Linked DNA regions of Mus musculus: regions 1, 2 and 3 are each linked to region 4. The links are chromatin contacts, called in public HiChIP or PLAC-seq maps. All regions are on one chromosome and are shown on one strand. Each heading gives the region's core, a stretch centred on a gene start, on an enhancer-like site or on the middle of the called end of the contact. The rest is flanking DNA. Distances are from core to core; before and after follow the strand shown. Region 1 has its middle 8.3 kb from the start of Gm35572. Region 2 holds the start of Tmem38a (transmembrane protein 38A). Region 3 holds the start of Zfp882 (zinc finger protein 882). Region 4 holds the start of Fam32a (family with sequence similarity 32, member A).

The links. HiChIP or PLAC-seq counts read pairs in DNA pulled down with a chosen protein or histone mark.
Region 1: a contact with region 4 is called in an H3K27ac HiChIP or PLAC-seq map of bone marrow-derived dendritic cells, with 5 times the contacts expected there. The contact joins the enhancer-like site here to the promoter of Fam32a in region 4. A contact is called at or near these places in 5 of 39 promoter capture datasets (the C10 cell line, cranial neural crest, liver and 2 more) and 2 of 115 datasets of contacts at active chromatin or transcription factors (bone marrow-derived dendritic cells and embryonic basal ganglia).
Region 2: an H3K4me3 HiChIP or PLAC-seq map of embryonic stem cells shows a contact between it and region 4, with 2.6 times the contacts expected there. The contact joins the promoter of Tmem38a here to the promoter of Fam32a in region 4. A contact is called at or near these places in 2 of 39 promoter capture datasets (erythroid cells and neural stem cells), 5 of 115 datasets of contacts at active chromatin or transcription factors (the SCID.adh cell line, bone marrow-derived macrophages and embryonic stem cells) and 2 of 9 other capture datasets (adipose tissue and embryonic stem cells).
Region 3: an H3K4me3 HiChIP or PLAC-seq map of stem cell-derived neural progenitor cells shows a contact between it and region 4, with 26 read pairs. The contact joins the promoter of Zfp882 here to the promoter of Fam32a in region 4. A contact is called at or near these places in 6 of 39 promoter capture datasets (the C10 cell line, the HPC-7 cell line, cranial neural crest and 3 more), 5 of 484 Hi-C or Micro-C datasets (B cells, cardiomyocytes, embryonic stem cells and 2 more), 4 of 115 datasets of contacts at active chromatin or transcription factors (bone marrow-derived macrophages, extraembryonic endoderm stem cells, intestinal villus epithelium and 1 more) and 2 of 9 other capture datasets (adipose tissue and embryonic stem cells).

The regions. Positions count from the first base shown.
Region 1 is chr8:71,745,422-71,750,321 of GRCm38.p6, forward strand. No RefSeq gene overlaps it. Among named protein-coding and RNA genes, the nearest start is that of Gm35572, 8.3 kb to the right of the region's middle. Within about 2 kb of position 1,775, at least 27 of the 459 cell types and tissues checked have an H3K27ac peak or open chromatin away from gene starts, as enhancers often do. A contact at or near this core is called in bone marrow-derived dendritic cells, where this site is marked.
Region 2 is chr8:72,569,503-72,574,665 of GRCm38.p6, forward strand. Tmem38a (transmembrane protein 38A) reads left to right here and starts at 2,321. Exons shown (of 6, transcript NM_144534.2): 1 at 2,321-2,725. The coding sequence starts at 2,602. Smim7 (small integral membrane protein 7) reads right to left here and starts at 1,546. Exons shown (of 5, transcript NM_172396.3): 1 at 1,502-1,546; 2 at 1,372-1,413; 3 at 464-516. The coding sequence starts at 1,527.
Region 3 is chr8:71,905,921-71,911,219 of GRCm38.p6, forward strand. Zfp882 (zinc finger protein 882) reads left to right here and starts at 2,686. Exons shown (of 3, transcript NM_001166645.1): 1 at 2,686-2,818. The coding sequence starts at 2,816.
Region 4 is chr8:72,217,782-72,222,541 of GRCm38.p6, forward strand. It overlaps Fam32a (family with sequence similarity 32, member A), which reads left to right and starts at 1,964. Exons shown (of 4, transcript NM_026455.5): 1 at 1,964-2,079; 2 at 2,160-2,301; 3 at 4,147-4,200; 4 at 4,401-4,760. The coding sequence starts at 2,006. The coding sequence ends at 4,469.

The DNA of each region.
Region 1 (4,900 bases), core at 525-3,024, 470 kb before region 4:
TAACTGCAGACAGGGACTCTCCCGGTGCTTTTGTGAAGCACTTGCATGGTCATGAAGCTTTAGTTCTCAAAACTGTGACTCAGCAGTAAAGTCCCTGTCTCTCTTAGTGTCTCTGTCTCTGTGTATAGGTTTTTATCTTTGAGCCAGGCTTTCATTGATTTAAAACCCTATTTCCCCCACTTTACCCCCAAGTGCTTGTGGGCAGCTGGACAAAGGTTTGAAGGTGGGTACCATGCTGCTTTCAGGAAGGCTTCATCCTTGCATCAGGATGCTCCTGTAGGGGATGGCTAGTGGACAAAGGCTCCCTAGGCAGGTCCCATGGGAGGGATTTTCCAGGAAGTAGGCACTCTAACATGGGAAAAGAGAGTTGTCAAAGGAACAGTCTCCTAACACGACACTAGCTGACTTTCTTGCCCTCCTCTGCCCACAGCCTGGCAGGGCTACAAGCATTATGAGCAAGAAACCTTATCAATATCCTTCCGGTTTGGGATGGAGCTTGCTGACCTAGCTCTGTTAGTTTTCCCCGTTAGCCTTATGCCCCAGGGACTAGACAGAACCTATCAACAGACCTTTCTGGACTTTCCCATGGGAGACAGTCCCTGTTAGGTACTGGGTGGGCAGCAGTGTAACCCCTGGCCACCAGTTTCCAGGCAGCCTGTTGGCAAACAAACCAGGGCTCCTGCGCCTGCAGTTGACAGGCACACTGGAGTCACCTCCCAGAACGCAAGCTCTAGGAGGGGTAGTTTTCACTGAACCTGGCTGTGGGCAAGTTTCTGTGGTATTGGGCATGGACCCAAGGGTGCATGTCTGAAGGCTCATGTGTATAAATGTGTGGCAGAGCTTGCATGAGGGCATGTTTGTATGATCTTGTGTGCACAGGGCAAGTGTGTTTGTGTGTGTACTCACGAGCATGTGCATTTGTGGGTCCACAAGTAGTGTGCAGTCAGGTCTCATTTGGCAGATGTTTTTCAATGTACATCATTAGTCTTTGTTGTCATTTTGCAAATATCATGCAGCAGACTAAGTATCTACACCATCACTAGTTGATGTCATCTGCATGACCCCCTGTTGATTCTATAGGCCATCTTTGATTGAAGGCCAACAGGCAGTGAATAACTGGCATGTAGGTGTGTTAAGGCATGTAGGTGTAGACTGATTAAGGCATAGAATTTCAGTTTGAGTCCCTGTGTTTCTCACACAAAATGTTCTTGAACTCTGGTGTCACCACCTGGAACTTTCTATGATTGAGTTTCAGAGTGGCCTGAACTGCCAGGCAAGTATGGCTGTGAACCCCATCCCAACCCCTTACTGTTCCTACAGACTCCCAACCCTGTCCTTGCTGAATGAAGCAGGGTCTGTCTAGTTGTTGTCCAGGCTGGCCTAGAACTAGGGATCCTCTTGTCTCAGCCTCGCAAGTACTGCTATGCATTACCAAGCCTATTTCTTACTTTTTGATCAGTGGGATTTGTTCGACTTTCCATTTTGTTAGTGTGTAAGTGTTAGTGTTCTGTGGAGCTCACAGGACACATTGTGGGAGTAGGTGCTCTGCTTCAAGCAGAGGTGATCCTAAAAATTCACTTCTTTTCAGACTCGGTGGGCACTGTCACCTGCAGTGTTGTCCTCCCTCTGTGGTCCAGGCCATCCTCAATATAAAAGTGTGAACCTGTCACAGGAAGTTTGTGTGGCATTGTAGGTTGTGGTATAAGCCTGCTACTATGACCAAGATCAGAAGCACATGGGTCTCCTGACCCTCTGTATCTTGTCACCCAGAAGCAGCCAGCAGCCAGCAGTCAACAGTCAGCAGCCAGCAGCCAGCAGCCAGCAGTCAGCTAGCTTCCTGTGTGGCTAGCTGGGTTTTAGAGAATGGAATACACACCCTGAGTACTTCCACTTTATTGAAATTGTGTAAAATTCATGATTGAAAGCAGACAGTTCCTCAGTAGTTCAGTGTTGTGCAACCCTCACAGCTGTCCATTCCAGAACTTGTCCATAGCCCTAGAATACCCATCACTCCAACCCCTGGCAGCCTCTGTTCTGCTTCCTGCCTCAGTGGACTGGCTTGTTCTGGACATTGCTTGTCAGTGGGGGTACACACACACACACACACACACACACACACACACACACACTGTCTGTGCTGGGATATTTCTTTGTTTTTGTCATGCAGACCAGGCTGGCCAAAACTCCCTATGTAACCAAGGATGTCCTTGCATTCCTGATCCTCCTGCTTCCACTGCCCCAGTGCTGGGGTGGCAGGTGCAACCACCTTCAGACTACATTTTGGGGGATGGAACCCAGGACTCCACATGCTGGGTAGTCACCCTGCCAGCTGAGCAATAGCCACATCATGTTTCCTAACTTCACCCATGTGCTGTGGACTAGTGCAGCATTCCTACTGTACCTGAGGGCTGTTCCCCCTGTGGTTGGACTATATTTTATTTATCCATTCATCATTAGTGTGTTTCTGCCTTTAAATGCAAGCCACACTGCATACAGTCCCATCCTGGGATTTGAGTTCCTGAGCTTTGGGGTGTAGAAGAGCAGAATTGTCAGGTCTGTGTGTAGTGTTTGGGGGCCAGTGTTTTTCCAGTTTTGTGGTTCCATCTAAGTATCAGAGGGTGGTACCTTTTGGTACCTGTGCTATGTTGAAGTTGTCCATCCTCTAGCTATGGCTGCTGTGGTGGTTTCTAGCTCAGGGATCTTAGAAACACAGTGCTGGGGATGTTCACCTGCCTCCTCTTTGTTTCTCTAGAGAGATTCATGGAGGGTGGGAATGACTGGTATCTGCTGGATTAAAATGATTAACATTTAAACCAGCTTCCAGGGGCCAGTGAGATGGCTCAGCAAGTAGAGGTGCTTACTGCTAAACCCAGTGATCTGAGTTCAATCCCCAAAATCCACATGGTGGAATCCTGCAAATTGTCCTCTGATACGCACTTGTGCATCCTGACACAGGTGCAAACACAAAATATGGAAAGAAACAAATGTCCCAAGGCCTGTGGTGTACAACTGGGACCCTAGCACTCAGGAGGCAGAGGCAGGACCTAGACCACAGGACCTTGGCTGGTCAGGCCACAGTGTGAGACTGTCTGAAACTACAACAACAACTAAACCAGAACATGGCCCTCCAGAAGTAGAGGCAGGCCTGTGGATTGAGCCAGCCTGATTCACATAATGGGTTCCAGGGTACCCAGGTCTTCATAGTGAGATCTGTCTGAAAAGACAGGCCCAAAACAGCAACGGAGGTCACAGGACTTTTGAGAGATGAGTTTCCTTGCCGGGTGATGGTGACACACACCTTTAATCCCAGCACTTGGGAGGCAGAGGCAGGACGGATTTCTGAGTTCGAGGCCAGTCTGATCTACAAAGTGAGTTCCAGGACAGCCAGGCTACACAGAGAAACCCTGTCTTGAACCCCCACCCCAAATTATTACCTGAGATGAGTTTTCTCTCCTTCCTTTTTAATTTTTTTCATTATTGTTTGATTTTTTTTTTTTTTGAGACATGGTCTGATGTATCCTAAGCTTGCCTCCAACTTGTTATATATGGGAGGCTGGCTTTGAACTCAATGATCCTTCTGCCTCTGACTTCCAAATACCAAGGTGACAATAGTGTGCCACCTCACCTAACCTCTGCCTTGTTTCTGAGTCACAGTCTCCCGTTTCTGCAGCAGTGGTGCTGTGTACCCCAGGCAAGCTGGGCTTTGAGCTTCTGAGTACCTCCTATCTCCTCCTGTCTCACTGTGGAACTACAGACTTGCACTGACACATCTGGCTCTCTGTGTGGGCTCCAGGAATCCAGTCTAGTTGTCAGGCACTTCTGCCCTCAGGGCCATCAACTTTTGGTCCTGAAGACAGTAAACCATGTCTAGATGTCTTTTATTTTTTAATTTTTAAATTTTTTTACTGTGTATATGTGTTTTGCATGTATATATGTGTCTGTACCACTGCATTCCTTTTGGTAGTTAGGACATTTAGAAGTAGAGGCTTCAGAACTGACCATGTATTAAAAGCACTGGTTGCTCTTCCAGAGGGCCCAGGTTTAGTTCCCAGCACCCACATGGCTGCTCACAACCATCTGCAACTGCAGTTGCAGGGGATCCAGTGCCCTCTTGTGGCCTCTTTGGGCACTAGGCATTAGTGGCACTGATCCACAGATGGGAGTTTTCTGCAGATTGTGGATCTGGCTATGGGGCTGGCTGCGTGTGTTTGGGCTTTACCTACTTGAGAGTTTGTTTCCTGCTGTTTTGAAACACTGTATGTTGAAGGCCTTTAGGCTTGTGCTGTAGAGTCACACCTGTGATTTCAGGTCTGAGAGCATCCAAAATGGGAGATGGGAGCAGCGGGGCTCACATGTCTGGTGTTCAACTGCCCTTCAGGTCCTGGGCCAACAGATTGATGTGCTCATGTTGAACATCACAGGGCATTCCAGGGGCGGCAGGGAAATGGTGCTACAGCATATTGGAGGGAGACCACTTCGGATCCCGCACCTTATGCCTGCTGCCCAGGATCCCAAGTAACTAAATTTCACGGGAAACATTAATATTTCACTGTGGGCAAGCCTTCTGGGCATGGGTGACAGAAGGGATGAGTGAGTGAGCCCAGCTCTGGGTATTTTAAGGCAAGATATCAACATGTCTCAGGTCATAGTACATGAAGGTCAAAGGTGACTGGGCTGGGATCTGCAGTTGAGGTCCCAGAAACAGCTCCACTTGGCTCTTCCTCTCTCCCCCTCTCCCCCTTCCCTTCTCTCTCCCTTCCCCCCTCTCTCCCTCTCTCCCTCTCTCCCTCCCTCCCTCTCCCCCTTCCCTCCTCTCTCCCTTCCCCCTCTCTCCCTCTCTCCCCCTCTCCCCCTTCCCTCCTCTCTCCCTTCTCCCCTCTCTCCCTCTCTCCCTCTCCCT
Region 2 (5,163 bases), core at 1,071-3,570, 350 kb after region 4:
ATGGAAAGGACCTCTGCCATGTCACATCAACCCACGCTGGCGGCGGCAGCAGCGGCAGCGGCAGCAGCGGCAGCAGCAGCAGCAGCGGCAGCGGCAGCAGCACCTTCCTGACACCCACTTTCACTATCCCTCCAGAACACCCTCTGAATCGCCCTGGGCTGAGTCCCACAGGGCAGGATCACTTTCTTTACCCACACCCCGACAGAGCAGTCAGCTAAGTGGCTGGCAATATGGTACGCACTCAATAAAGCTGATGAACAGAGCATGGTGGAGTACTCTTGTCATTCAAACACCTAGGAGGCAGAGGCAGAGGCAGAGGGAGCAGGCATTCAAGGCTAGTCATGGCCCTCTAATACCACATCTCAACAATAAAAAGGAAAAAGAGAGGAAAGCGCAGGTTGGTGAGAGAGAACAGGCACCCTGGAATCGACTTAAAGTGTTGAAGGTAGAAAGACATGCTTACCTGTGCTGGGTTCCTTCGATTCTTCCCCAAAGCCTTGTGTGTCCTTCTTTTTCCTATAAAGAACAGCAGATAACTCCAGCTTTCCGTGAAACATAAACACCATCGGATTTCCTGACCCTGACACTCAGCTAGGAAGGGCATGAACTTCAGCTCTGCCCCCGACTTGCAGTGTGACCTGGGGCAGTGATACAACCCTCTGTGAGACACTCTCAACCAGCCTAGTCCATCACAGCTGGGTGTGCAGCCACAGACAGGATAGAGTGGGTCCAAGAGCCAGAAAGGCATTCTTGAGGGATAAGCCTGAGCATGAGGCTCTTTGGAGATGCAAGCAATCCCAGGGTGCAGATTTTTTTTTGTTTGTTTAATATTAATCTGCAAGTAAGAATGAGTGTGCCGGGCCGGGCGTGGTGGCGCACGCCTTTAATCCCAGCACTTGGGAGGCAGAGGCAGGCGGATTTCTGAGTTCGAGGCCAACCTGGTCTACAGAGTGAGTTCCAGGATAGCCAGGGCTACACAGAGAAACCCTGTCTCGAAAAACCAAAAAAAAAAAAAAAAAAAAAAAAAAGAATGAGTGTGCCATCCCGCAGCAGTTGTGTGGAGATCAAAAGGACAATCAACAGGATTTCTACCATGGGGGATCCGGGAATCGGACTCAAGTAGTCAGGCTTGGCAGCAAGCGCCTCTGCCCGCTGAGCCGTTCCCTGGTCTAGAGAGTACAGATTTAAAGATCCTGGAGTGATACAGAACTGTCAGAGCCTGGTGAAGCAGCGCGGAGGCGTGGCTAGAGGTAGGATTAGTGGGGCGTGGAGCATGCACAGGGCGGGACTGGCGGTGACCAAGGGTGTGGGCGGGGACTGGCTGTGGGAGGGCCTGGCTGTCTGGGACACCGCCTGTCGCGGCCTACTCACAGTTTAAAGTTGAGCACAGCCCCGGCGTTCATCAGTAGCGTCCTGCGGAGGGACAGTAACGGTCAGTAAGGGTCACCCCCACCCCTCTGACTGCCACTCTCCGACCTCTAACACCCCTCATTCATATTACCCGAACAGCAGTATGTCTCCGATCATCCTTACACCCAAGGCGTCCGTCAAACCGGAAACGGAAGCCGTGATGAGGGGCGGAAAGTGGAACGAGAACTGACCAATTCTGAATCAGCATTGGTTGGGTTCGACTGAGGATGTAGCATGATGTCACCTACAGGGCGGAGCTTGGGGTGCGCGCGCGCATGCTCAGTGTTACGTGCCACAGCTGGTCCCTGCTGTTGATGCCGCTCGGGGGTTGGTTGGGCTATGGATTCCGGGCTACAGAAATTGCGCCCTTGACCCTTGAGCCGCCCGTGAACGGCTTGGATATGGATATGGGCGCGGCAGATGCCTGAACTCCAAAAGGACTCCACTTGGGTCCCCACGGAGAACTGCGATCCCGGCTCAGAGTGCATAGAGTCAGGATGACCTCCTGCCTGAGTTGTACCTCCCACGGACCTCCCAGGTCTGACTCGAGTAACCCCACGGAGAATGAGAGTCCTGACCGGACAGACTTACAGAACATAAGGCCTGGATTAAGGTCTACAGAGGATGGATCTTAACTTGTGGGGCCTCCTGAAGCGGGAGGGTCCTAACTTAGTGGATCCAGTCTGGGCTGGGGTCCACAAAGAGGAGGGTTCTGACTTGTGGAGCCTTTTAGAGAGACAAAACCAAACAGAACGTGAGGGTTTGGTTGAGGTCCCCTTGTGGGAGGCGGGGTTCTGACTTTGGATCCTCAGGAATGAAACATGATATTCTTGGCTGAGATCTTCCGAGGGCGCGGGTTTTGAGGGAAATAGGGGTCCTGAATTGGTTAGTCCCATGGAAAAGGGACAGGATTCTAACTACGCAGATGTTTAAGGACAAGATTCCCTCTTGTGTGTGCTGGATGCAGGGGACAGATCGCCTTTTTGGCTCTGTTGAACGAGTTCTGACGTCCCTACGGCCCCGCATTTTGGGCTCCCGGCTGCTAGGAGTCCCCCACCACCCCTCCTCTCCCGAGGGGTGGGGGCAGGCGGGGGGCGGTGCCTGGCAGTGGGGCGGGCTCAGTGGCGAGGGAGCATTCGTCGGGCAGCGGGGCGCGGGACGCACGGGGCCGGGGAGGCGCCCTCCATCGCCATGGACCTGATGTCAGCGCTGAGCCTGGGCGAGCTAGCGCTCAGCTTCTCGCGGGTGCCGCTCTTCCCTGTTTTCGACCTCAGCTACTTCATCGTCTCCATCATCTACCTGAAGTATGAGCCAGGTGAGTCGAGGATTGTAGGAGTTACCAGGAGGGAGGTTGCCCCTAGCTTGATGATGGAGACGAAAGGAGGAGACAGGCTAGATCCTGGAGCTGGATGGGGGAGGAGGCAGAGGCTGAGATCGTGGAGTGCTCCCACGCTCGCGCAGGTGGAGGAGCGAACCCTGGGGACAGAGGCGCTGTGGAAAGGAGGCTGCAAATGAGGTGGGAGGGAAGAAAAGGAGCGCTCTTGTTTACGGTTAGGAGGACAGGTGCTGCGGGGTTGGGGTTGAGGGCGGGGGCAACGAAAAGGCCAGAGTCAGGTTAGAGCAAGGATTCCTGAACTTAATCTTGGGCAAGGGGGATTGATGGTGGCGAAGGTTCCAAATCAAGGATCGGACCTGCCTGGGCGAGGGTCAGATGTTCTGGACGTCAGCTGCCATGACCTCCCTTAACGCCCTTGAATTGACTGCCTGGTGACTATATAAGGACTGGCCATGCTGGGTGCTGCGATCAGGTTCGGGGGAAAGTGACACCCATGTCCCCTCTGTACTGCATCTTTTGGCATCTTCTTCCCTCCCTTCTCACATGCCAGCTGGGCCAGCTCGGGCCTGGGATCCTTCCCACTTATGGAGCCTAAACCGTTCCAGGACAGGGCAACTTTGGGTCAGCTTCCTTTCAAGAGTCAGAGGAGGATAGACCCTACTTCTTTGATTAAAAAAAAAAAAAGTTAATTACTTTTACTTATCTCTGTGTTGTGGGTATGTGTGGAGGTCAGAGGACAGTTTACGGGGGTCACTGGTCAAACTCTGGTGGTCAAATTCATAGACAAGCTCCTTTACCAGCAGAGTCATCTTGCTGCTACCGCACCCCTCCTCCAAATCTGCTTTAATGAGGACAAATGTAGCTCGCCTCTAACCCCAGAACGTAGAACGTAGAGAAAGGAGGAAAGCAAGTTAATTCCAGGACAGCCAGGGCTATTGATGAGTTCTTGTCCAGTGTGACTACAGACCATCTCAAAAACAAACATAAATAAGTGACTACATAAATGAATAAATAAATAAATAAATGCCTCCCTGGAGCGTTCTATTTTTATTACAAGTTCAGTGTAAGCAAATGTGTCGTGTTTGTCTTCTGTAGTTTTAGTTATTCTACTGAACCTTCAAATTTGAAGGACAGGGTAATTTCCTTCCAGGGAAGTTAAGACCCTTCTGTGGGTGGGTATGTAAATTAATTACTTTTGGGGTGACAAAACCAGACTCCTATGTTTGCTTAGGGATGGGGTGGTGCTTCAAGATGGCCCACAGGTGGAAGGAAAAAAAAATCAAGTTTAAAAACAGTGTTCTGATAACCCCAAAAGGGCCCATCTCCAGAGCTTTCTCAGATGAAATTGTACACGTGTCCTTACAAGCATAAATACATGCTCTTATGCAAACGGGATTAGCGAGACTGTCGGGCATGCGTGTTGGGTCTCTTTCCCTGTGCACAAGCAACAAGGCTTTGCAAGGTGAAGTTCTTGTTTGTGCTATTGTTTGGAGTAACGGGGTTTCCAGTCTGAGGAAGAATTCCTGGTGGTTTCTGTGGAACCCAGCACACCCCAAGATCCACTGTGAGGAGGTGGGAACCCCCTGGAATGGACTTAGTATGGAAGTGTGCTGAAAATGGGGTGCTCTTTTTATTTTTAACTCTTTTCATCATTTAGTGTGTGTGTGCGCGTGTGGGAGGATTGTGAATGTGCCAGGACATGCATGTGGACGGCACAGGACAACTTGACAGAGTTGTTCTCCCTCCCCTGTGGGGGACTTGGGGATTGAACTTAAGTAAAACTCACTGCCCCCTTTATTTTATTTGTGTTAAAAAAAACATTTTCAGTTATTGTCATTATTAGTATATGTGTATATATACACGCCCCAGAGTGCATGTAGAGATGAAGGACAACTCTGTCCTTCCATCTTTATGTGGACTCTAGGGATCAAACTCAAATCACCAGACATCACTGGGCAGCAAGTGCTCTTACCGCTGAATCATCTTACCAACCCCTATTAAAAAAGCAAAAAAAAAAAAAAGCCAGGATCCCACTGGTTCCTCGGGCTAGCCTCAAACGCTTTCCTCTTTCCTCAGCCTCCCTGGTGCTTGAATTCTAGATGTTCCATGCTCATTCTTGTCTGAATACCTCTGCAGGAATATCACAGTAAGCCATCTTTGCTGCAAGTGTAGGAGACAGAATTTTCCAGAAGGTTCTGGTTTTATACTTTAGAACTTCATCAGTTCTTCAACCCTAGCTGCATGTCAGATTTCCTGTGGTCTTTTAAAAGTCTTTTTCCAGGAGTGTTGGTGCATGCCTCTAATACCAGCACCTGGGAGGCAAAGGCAGAGGCAGTTGGTTTTCTGTGAGTTCCAGGCCAGACACTAAAAAACTCTACCTGAACCTGGTGCAGTGGTTCCTGCTTCTTGTTCCACCC
Region 3 (5,299 bases), core at 1,436-3,935, 310 kb before region 4:
GGTTGGTTGGTTGTTTTTTGTTTTGTTTTGTTTTGTTTTGTTTTTTTGTTTTTGTTTTTGTTTTTTTGAGACAGGGTTTCTCTGTATAGCCTTGGCTGTCCTGGAACTCACTCTGTAGACCAGGCTGGCCTCGAACTCAGAAATCTGCCTGCCTCTGCCTCCCAAGTGCTGGGATTAAGGGCATGTGCCAACACCCCCAGCAGTGTATCTGGTTTTATGTGTCTTTGATCTACTTGGACTTGAGCTTTGTACAAGGAGATACAAATGAATCAATTTGCATTTTTTTTACATGCCTACCACCATTTAAGCCAGCACCATTTGTTGAAAAGGGTATCTTTTTCTCCTTGGATGGTTTTAGTTCCTTTGTCAAAGATCAATTAACCATAGGTGTGTAGGTTCATTTCTGGGTCTTCAACTCTATTCCATTGATCTTCTTGCCTAGCTCTGTAGCAATATTATGAGGTTTTTATTACAATTGCTCTGTAGTAGAGCTTAAGGTCAGGGATGGTGATTTCTCTCAGATGTTCTCCTATTGTTTGGAATAGTTTTTTTTTTTCTATCCTGTGTTTTTTGTTGTTGTTGTTGTTGTTGTTGTTGTTCCAAGTGAATTTGAGAATTGCTCTATCTCTGTGAAGAATTGAGTTGGAATTTTGATGAGGCATTGCATTGAATCTGTTGATTGCTATTGGTGAGATAGCCATTTTTACTATGTTAATCCTGCCAATCCATGAGCATGGGAGGTCTTTCCATCTTCTGAGATGTTCTTCGATTTCTTTCTTCGGAGACTTGAAGTTCTTGTCATACAGATCTTTCCATTGAATGGTTAGAATCACACCAAGATATTTTATATTATTTGTGACTATTGTGAAGGGTGTCATTTTCCTAATGTCTTTTTTAGCCTGTTTATCCTTTGAGTAGAGGAAGGTTTACTGATTTGAGATAATTTTATATCCAGCAACTAACTTTGCTGAAGTTGTTTATCAGCTGAAGAATTATCTGGTGGAATTTTTGGGGTCACTTAAGTATACTATCATACTTAAGTATACTATCTTCTGCAAATAGTGATATTCTGACTTCTTGCTTTCAAATTTGTATCTCTTTAACCTCCTTTTGTTGCTCTGGCTAGAACTTCTAGTACTATATTGAATAGATAAGGAGAGAGTGGACAGTCTTGTCTAGTTCCTGATTTTACTGGGATTGCTTCAAGTTTCTCTCCATTTAGTTTGATGTCGGCTATTGGTTTGCTATATACTGCTTTTACTATGTTTAGGTATGGGCCTTGAATTCCTGATCTTTCCAAGACTTTTAACATGAACAGGTGTTGTATTTTCTTGAGTGCTTTTTCAGCATCTAATGAGATCATCATGTGTTTTTTTTTTCTTTGAGTTTTGTTTATATAGTGGATTACATTGATGGATTTTCACATGTTGAACCATCCCTGCATCCCTGGGATGAAGCCTACTTGATCATGGTGAGTTATTGTTTTGATGTGTTCTTGGACTCAGTTTGCAAGAATTTTATTGAGTATTTTTACATCAATATTCATAAGGGAAATTGGTCTAAAGTTCTCTTTCTTGTTGAGTCATTGTGTGGTTTTGGTATCAACATAACTGTGGCTTCATAGAATGAAGTAGGTAGTGTTCCTTCTGTTTCTATTTTGTGGAAGAGAATTGGTATTAGCTCCTCTTTGAAGGTCTGACAGAATTCTGCACTATTTATTCATTCATTCATTCATTCATTCACTCATTTTTATTTTAAACTAGACAGTTCTGGAAATGGCTAACTCTGGAGTGCTTGTTTTCGTTCCAGTTAGGTAAGGATTCTTTATCGTGTCACTGTAATATCCAAAATAAATTCAAGACTACCTAGTACCTTCCCCCTTCAAAAGGACTTTCCAAACTGTACTACCAGGCCAAGTACAGAGCCAGATAAAGAAGCTGGCTGGCTAAACAAATATAGAAACATAGTTTTAACGGTCAAAATGACTAAGCTTACAGCTGCCAGAACAAGATTAACAATGCCCCTGCCCTGCCTTACACTAAAAACCACAAGGACAGACAAAATGAGAGTCACCCTATACAAATCAACCAATGTCCAAAAAGGTTATTGGCTACACCAATTAAAATAAGCCAAACTACCCTGGTGCCTAGATCCGGCCCTTACAAAGGTAATAAAAAGTGTGTTCCTTTGTTCTGGATCTCTCCTCTGGCCTGGTGCTGAGAGGGTGTTCCCCAACATGTTGGACAAGTAAAATCCTCATGCGTTTTGCAACGATGGCGGTCTCTGTGGTCTTTGTAAGGGTCTTTTGACAACATACAACATCACAAGGGGCTCTGTGTATGGGTCAAGAGCACCAGTGGGAAGTTCCTTAACTCCATTTTTCTTTCTGGTGCCAAAGTCGCTAAACTGTACGGTCAGCTCAGGGAGTGCTGTATTGTTCTACCCTGCAGTGTAACATTGACCCTCCCCAAAACAGTTATGAGATAAGTGATCCAATCAAGACTGGGGTCAGGCAAAGCGGAAGAGCATCACCGCCATCTTTCTTTCTGGTGCTACCATAGTTGCGACTCTGTTCTCAGTTGAGTGCCAAACTGTTCAGCTTCAGGTTTCTCATGACCGTCAAACCCAGTATCAGAGTCAGGTCGCTGGAGGCCCGGAGAACAGAGCGGAAGTTCTTCACCCGCCATCTTTCTTCCTGGCAACGCCATTGTCACTGCTCTCTCAGTCCAGTCCGCTGAGGGAGTTTGGGGTCGCTGGACCTCAGGCCGCTCCACCCTGGAGCCGCGTGAGGCTGCTTGAGGTCCGGAGCTCAGCTATGGTGAGCATCGGGGATGCGGGGAATGCAGGCGAGTCCCTCGGTACGGGAACCACGGCAAAGACTGCAGCTGCGCGCGCGACTCCTGGACTGCGCGGCCAGCTGTGTTGGCGGTACGGGAGCCGCGCGGGGGCGATGTGCCGCTGCTTTGTTTTGCCTAGTAGAACCTGATTTCCCAGTCTTTCCGGTCCATGGGAAGCGGATTCTGGAATCCTTGAATGTCTTCTCCATCCAAATGCTTTTGTTGTTGCTGCTTGATTGACAATTGAAATCCCTCGGTTCCCAGGCCCGTCCCCACATTGCCAAACTCACTGGACCGGGCGATCCACAGGTCCCCGTGAGCAACATGGGGGTGCAAGGAGTGTGGCCATCTGTGATGCAGTTGGGCGGTTTGTAGGGATTCAACTTCTTTAATGCTGAGACATGACTTTATTTGAAAGGACTGTTAGAAATAGGGAGAAGGCCCGAGATAAAAAGTGTGAAACGTGTCAAGCGGTGGCTAGAAGAGAAGGGCTTTGCTTGGAGGGATATGTCAACAGTATTAAGGTACGGGTTTGATCGTGCTTAATAGTGTTTTGTCTTTTCTGAGCAGCCAGTCATTTTCAGGCAACAAGTGAACAATTTGTGAATTGGTTTTTCTCTAGGATCAGAGTCTAGTTTCAAACATCATGTAGAAATCCAGCATTAACACCATTATTTTATTGGTGCTTTCTCTGGTATATATTTTTGGCACCTTTGTTGAGAATCAGTTGGCTGAACGTATGGGCTTATTTTTATTTTCTCTTTTCCAATGGACTGTACATCAATATTTATGACACTACTCTGTCGGGTTTTGCTTCGTTCTGTTCTGTTCTGTTCTGTTCTGTTCTGTTCTGTTTATTTTCATTACAGATCTGCACAGTGTGCTCTTTTTTTGCTGAGGATATCTTGGGCTCCCCCCGGGTCTGTTGCACTGTCATAGCAATTTTAAGAACTGTTGCTAGTTGTGTGTAAAATGTGATTATTTAATGGAAATTTCATTGAATCTGAATTACAACTTTGAATTATTTTAGCAATATTGATTCTCCTAATCCATGATCATGGTAGTCTTTTCTAGTGTCGTGTTTAATTTCTTTATTTTTTTTAATTGAAAAAAAATTCACACAATATATTCTGATTACACTTTTCCTCTCCCCAACTCCTCCCCAATCTCTCCACCTCTCTGCCCACCCAACTCCAAATCCTCTCTTTCTTTCTCTTTATTTTTTTCTTCAGTGACCTAAAGCTGCCTTTGTAGAACATTTTCTCATCATCATTTAATTTGGGCATTTTAGTTTATGTGTATAGGCATTATGACTTTCTAACAGTGTATCTCTGAGATAGTTCATTACTTGCTGAGAGAAAATATACTGGCATTGTGTGTTGATTTTGTACCCTTGCTAAATACTTTATAATATAAGCCTTTTTGGTGTAATCTTTTGGACTCTCCTTAGTTTTCTCAGATATGTGTTACTTTTGTTTGTTTGGTTGGTTGGTTGGTTGGTTGGTTGGTTTTTTCGAGACAGGGTTTCTCTCTATAGCCCTGGCTGTCCTAGAACTCACTTTGTAGACCAGGCTGGCCTCGAACTCAGAAATCTGCCTGCCTCTGCCTCCTGAATGCTGGGATTAAAAGTGTGCGCCACCACACCCGGTTTATACCTTTTTTGTTTGTTTGTTTGTTTGTTTGTTTGTTTGTTTGTTACTTTTTACACAGACAGTATAACTGTGTACGCCTGGCTGACCTGGAACTCTTAACCCTGCTTTCTTAGCCTCCCACATACTGGGACTCCTGGTGTACACTACAGTAACAGGTTTGGGTTTTCCTCTTTATGTATTGAAACAAAGATGGTTTGACTTCCTCCTTTCTGATTTATATACCTGTTATTGCCTTTGCTTGCATAATTCTCTGGCTAATAGTTTAATATTATATTCAAGAAGAGTAGTGAATAGTCACTTAGTGGGTTTTGGTTTTTTTATGGTTTTTGAGACAATGCATTCAGGTTTTGCCCCCTTCATTTAGAATGTTATTACTAATGTGTGTCTGTCATACAGACCTTTACTATGTTAATGTATGATTCTTCTGTGCCTACTAGATTCTGAGCTCTTATCATGACATGGTGTTTAATATTATCAAAGACTGTCTTGCATCTGAGGTCAGTTATGCGATTTTGAATTCTTGATTTTTGCCTTTTCCATTTCAGTATATAATTTGATTTCTATTCATGGGAAAGGGAAAAATGTGAGCATGTTTCCAAGTAAAGATTTCCTTTCGTTTATTTCTATTATCATATATACATTCTACAGAGCAGTTTATTGTCATATATACATTCTACAGAGCTGTTTATTATCATATATACATTTTACAGAGCAGTTTGGCTACATTTTTGTTTTCCTCTAATAGTTTCACAGTACAAGCCTTCTAAGTACCCATCACTGGTGTGTGCCACCATGGCCAACTTTGTATGT
Region 4 (4,760 bases), core at 714-3,213:
CCTGGATTCTGGAACTATGGACTAGATTTTTGATGGATTAGATCTTTGTTCCCATTTTTGCAGGTTTTGGTCCTGGGTTTTAAGGTCAGAATGGTGCTCTCAATGTGGTTCTGGAGTCTGATTTTATATATATTTAGCCATGGAAGCTAGGGTGGTTCCCAAGCTATGGTCCAGCTAGAGTCCGACAATTCAATAATTGTTTACTCCACAATGCTAAATGTCTTGGCTGGTCTTCAGTATATGCTGGAATCCCAAAGAAGCAGGCTCTAATGTCAGTGAAAGTACAGAATGCACTATAAAAAGCTAGGGCAAACATGCATCAGCTGCCAGAAAAAAGTGTGTCCCAAATTAAAAGTGGATTTTTCCATCTCAAATGATCTGGATTAAAATTGGATCTTCCCATTTTAAATGATTTACTTAGAAAAAAATCAACACTTTTATTGAGTTTTATTTAATTCAAGATGTAGTCAAGCTGTAAACCAAGAATAGCCATCAGATATAGAATAATAAGTGAGCCTGGTGTAGTGGCTCAGGCTTAACATCCAGAACTAAGGGAGTCACAAGCTTCGGGGCTGTGTAAGGAGAGCCTCGCACACAGAGAGAGCCTCTCACAGAACAGCAGTAGGGGCCTGATTCCCTGGACACACAGTGGAAGGAGCAAAGCAGCTCCCACAGTTGTGCTCTGACCTCTACTTGCTCTACACAGCACACAAATAAATAAATGTAACCTCCCCACTCCCCAAAATTGCTATAGAAAAAAAAAAATCCCAGCACATCTGTGATCCCAGTAGTTGGGAAGTAAGGTTGCTGGGCATGGTGGCACGCACCTTTAAACTCAGCCCTTGGGAGGCAGAGGCAGGTGGATATCCCTGAATTCACAACAGCATAGCCTACATAAGGAGTACAAGGACAGCCAAGGCTACACAGTGAGACCCTGTCTCAAAACAAACAAACAACCAAAAAGACAGTTTAATCATCTGCTACATAGCAAGCCTGTCCTCTATAAAACATCAACAAGACAAGCTAGGGCAGTGGCACACACCTGCAGTTCCAGTTTTCTGCATGCTCAGTCAGAACTGCAGCAAGCTAGAGGTCAGAGCAGTCTACACAGCAAATTCCACGTTTATCAGACTCATTTAGTGTCATGACACTTCTGCCCTCAAACTCACAGAAAAATAATTGTGACCATTGAGATGACTCAGCAGACAAAGGATCTTCGTCTATAAATATGACCACATCAGTCTGATTCCCAGGAACCCACAGCATAAGGCCTGAGAGTACTGCAAAGTGTCCTCTGTACTCCACGTGTGCTCTGGCACGTGTGTACACACACTCACATACACGTATACAGGTAACTAACTTTTAATGTAATTTTAAAGATTTATTCTTTCTTTTTTTTTTTAAGATTTATTTATTATTATATGTAAGTACATTGTAGCTGTCTTCAGACACACCAGAAGAGGGAGTCAGATCTTGTTACGGATGGTTGTGAGCCACCATGTGGTTGCTGGGATTTGAACTCTGGACCTTCGGAAGAGCAGTCGGGTGCTCTTACCCACTGAGCCATCTCACCAGCCCCAGATTTATTCTTTCTTATTACTTATTTCGAGACACAGTCTTTAGTTCTGGCTGACCTGAAGTCACTACATAAAACACGCTGAATCCAGAGATCCAGAGATCCTCCTGTCTCTGTCTCTGGAGTTCTGGGTAATTGTAATTTTCTAAATTGGAAAAAAAGTAATTAAGTAAATAATGCCACAAAGCAAAAGTGGATGCCCATAAAGTCAGAAATGGACGCCCAAATACGAAGTGTGTCTTTAGGCGAGCTATGTTGTTGGACAGTTGCCAAGACTACCCGAGACCGGAAGTGTGCACTTACTCTGAACCCTGAGGACGCGTGCGTCCTAGCTGACCAATCAGAAGGAAGCGAGGAGGGTTTCGGCCGGAAGTACTGTATGCAAACAGGAAGTGTGGCGGAGTTCCCGGGGCACGGCTTGCGAGCGCTATGGAGGCCTACGAGCAAGTCCAGAAGGGCCCCCTGAAGCTGAAAGGCGTGGCAGAGCTCGGCGTGACAAAGCGGTGAGGCCCGGGAGCCCGCGGTCTGTCCCTGAGGGCCGACCCCCAGCTCCGGCCCCTCTTACCGTCCCCCTCTCTCTCAGGAAGAAGAAGAAGAAAGACAAAGACAAGGCCAAGATGCTGGAGGCCATGGGGACGAGCAAGAAGAGCGAGGAGGAGAAAAGGCGCTGCCTGGACAAGCGCACGCCGGCGCAGGCAGCCTTCGAAAAGATGCAGGAGAAGCGGGTGAGGCAGGGGCAGAACAGGCCGGCTCCAACTGCCCGTGTAGCCCAGGCCTTCTCCCAACTCCTGGTAGCCTGGTAGCCCTGCCTAAAGTGGTCTTCTTGTGAACTGGGAAGACAGATGTCATCAGCTCTTAATGCTAGCCAAGTTCATTGTTCTTAAGTTACCACAAAGTCTGTTTCCATGACAACTCGCTTTCCTAGCTTCAAATGTACTTTTGTTATTTGAAGGTTGTGTGTGTGTGTGGATGGAACCCAGGCTCTTCTGTAACTCTCTATGTAGGCTGCAGTTGGCCCTGAACTACTGCCTCAGCTTTTTAGTTCCTGGAGAGGCTAGCATGGCCCACAAGGCCATACTAGTTATTTTGGGTGTTTGTTTGTTTGTTTAGTTTGCTTTGAGACAGGTTTCTTTATGTAGCCTTGGTTGTCCTGGCACTATCTCTGTAGACTTGAACTTCTAGGATGCAGTGTTACAATGTGATATCCCTGTTGAGAAAACCCAGGAAGGCACCTTCTCCATCTAACAAAGGGCATCAATTATGTATTGGAACTCCCACAGAGTTTCTGGGATGTGTGGGTCACCTTGCTGTCTCCCAGCCAATTGTGTTCTCTGGTCTGGTATAGCCTGTACTTCAGTGGAGTGTTTTGTTTTGTTTTTTTGCCTCTGCAATTGAATAACGACATGGGCTGGCTGGCTACGGTCTTGTGGCCCTTCTGGGCACCCTAATTGGACAACTTGATACAAACTAGAGTCCCCTAGGGTCTGCCACCCCTTCCTGCTGTCGTTGGTAGCTCTGGTCCTGAGTGGAAGACTTTATTTATTATGTATGCAGTGTTCTGCCTGCATATATGCCTGCAAACCAGAAGAGGGCACCAGGCCTCATTATAGATGGTTGTGAGCCACCATGTGGGCTGGGACTTGAACTCAGGACCTCTAAGAGAGCAGTCAGTGCTCTTAACCTCTGAGCCATCTCTCCAGCCCTGGGTGGAAGACCGTTGGAAATTTTTATTTATGTGTATGAGTGTGTTGTCTTCTTGTGCTGTGCTGCCAGAGGGGGAGCCGAAGGCAATGCAGCTTGGACTGTTGGAGCACACGCTCAGGCATGGTGCCTCCTCAGGCTCCTTTGGGGTACTATGAGACCTGTAGTGGGGTATGTGAGATAGGCTGGGTAGAGATGGGGGTACTGCCAACCTGGTTCACTGGTATAGCCTGTCTTCTACAGGACTTCAACGGACACCTGTACACACTCACTGACCACTGTGACATTCCCATAGGGTGTAGTAGGTGTGGAAGGGTGTCATTACAGAAAATTGTGAGCCACCATTTAGTGCTGGCTCTGAGCTGAACTCAAGATCTTTAGCCCCCAGTGTTTGGGTTTTGAACCATGTAACAGCAAAGGAAAACTGAGTGTGAAGCATGCTCACTTCCATTTATCTCTGTTCTTGACTGAGTTGTGGCCCTTCAGTCTCTGCCTTCACTTTCCCTCTTTATGGACTGTAAGGTGAAATAGCCAGCCAGATAGGCGGGTATGTTGTCATAGCAACAGAAATGCGAGCTGGAGCACTGAGCATGCACTCGGGTTCTGCCCTTCCTACCTGGAGTCTCTTACTCCAGAGAGGAGTCTGCTTGTGTGGGACGTGGCTCCAGGCCTCTCAAAGCCAGTTTCCAGCTTTTGGCAGGATCTGCCCATGAGGAATACTGGGGTTGTAGGGAGACTAAGCAGGGTCCCTCCCAAATATAGCAGCTGCTTTGGGCATCAATGAGCTATGGCTCCCTACCCCCATCTGTGCAGCTCCAGCCTGGGCTGTGTCAGTCATGGGGACTCACCCTGGTCTCTTCTCTCTCCAGCAAATGGAAAGAATCCTGAAGAAGGCATCAAAAACCCACAAACAGAGAGTGGAGGTGAGCCCTGCACCTGTCAGCAGACTGAGCCATGGGGGGGTAGCCAGAGCCCAGACAGTGCAGCTTGGACTGTTGGAGCCCACCCTCAGGCATGGCTTGTTTTGGGTGCTGTGAGACCTGTGGTGGAGTATGTGAGATGGTCTGGGTGCAGGCGGCGATATTGCCATCTGGTTCACACTGATGTGGTCTATCTTCTACAGGACTTCAACCGACACCTGGATACACTCACTGAGCACTATGACATTCCCAAAGTCAGCTGGACCAAGTAACCTGCCCCTGGTGCAAAAAGGCAGAAGGCCAGGTTGACAGTGTTTTGTCTTGTCCCTCCGTGTTTTCTAGAATGTTTTACACCTGGCTGGTGAATCTGCTGAGACCAGGTTTTCTGAGACTTGATTAAAGTCAGGGTGTCCTTTCACTGGGTTTTGGTTTTGGGGTAGTTCCCTTTCCTGTTTGGACAGCAACATTGTAGATTGATATGCTGAGGTCATTTCTGGGTGAAGGCCTTGGAAGGATGGCCCCCCTCCCACCCCCATTGCGGCATCTGTCTTCACTTACACCAC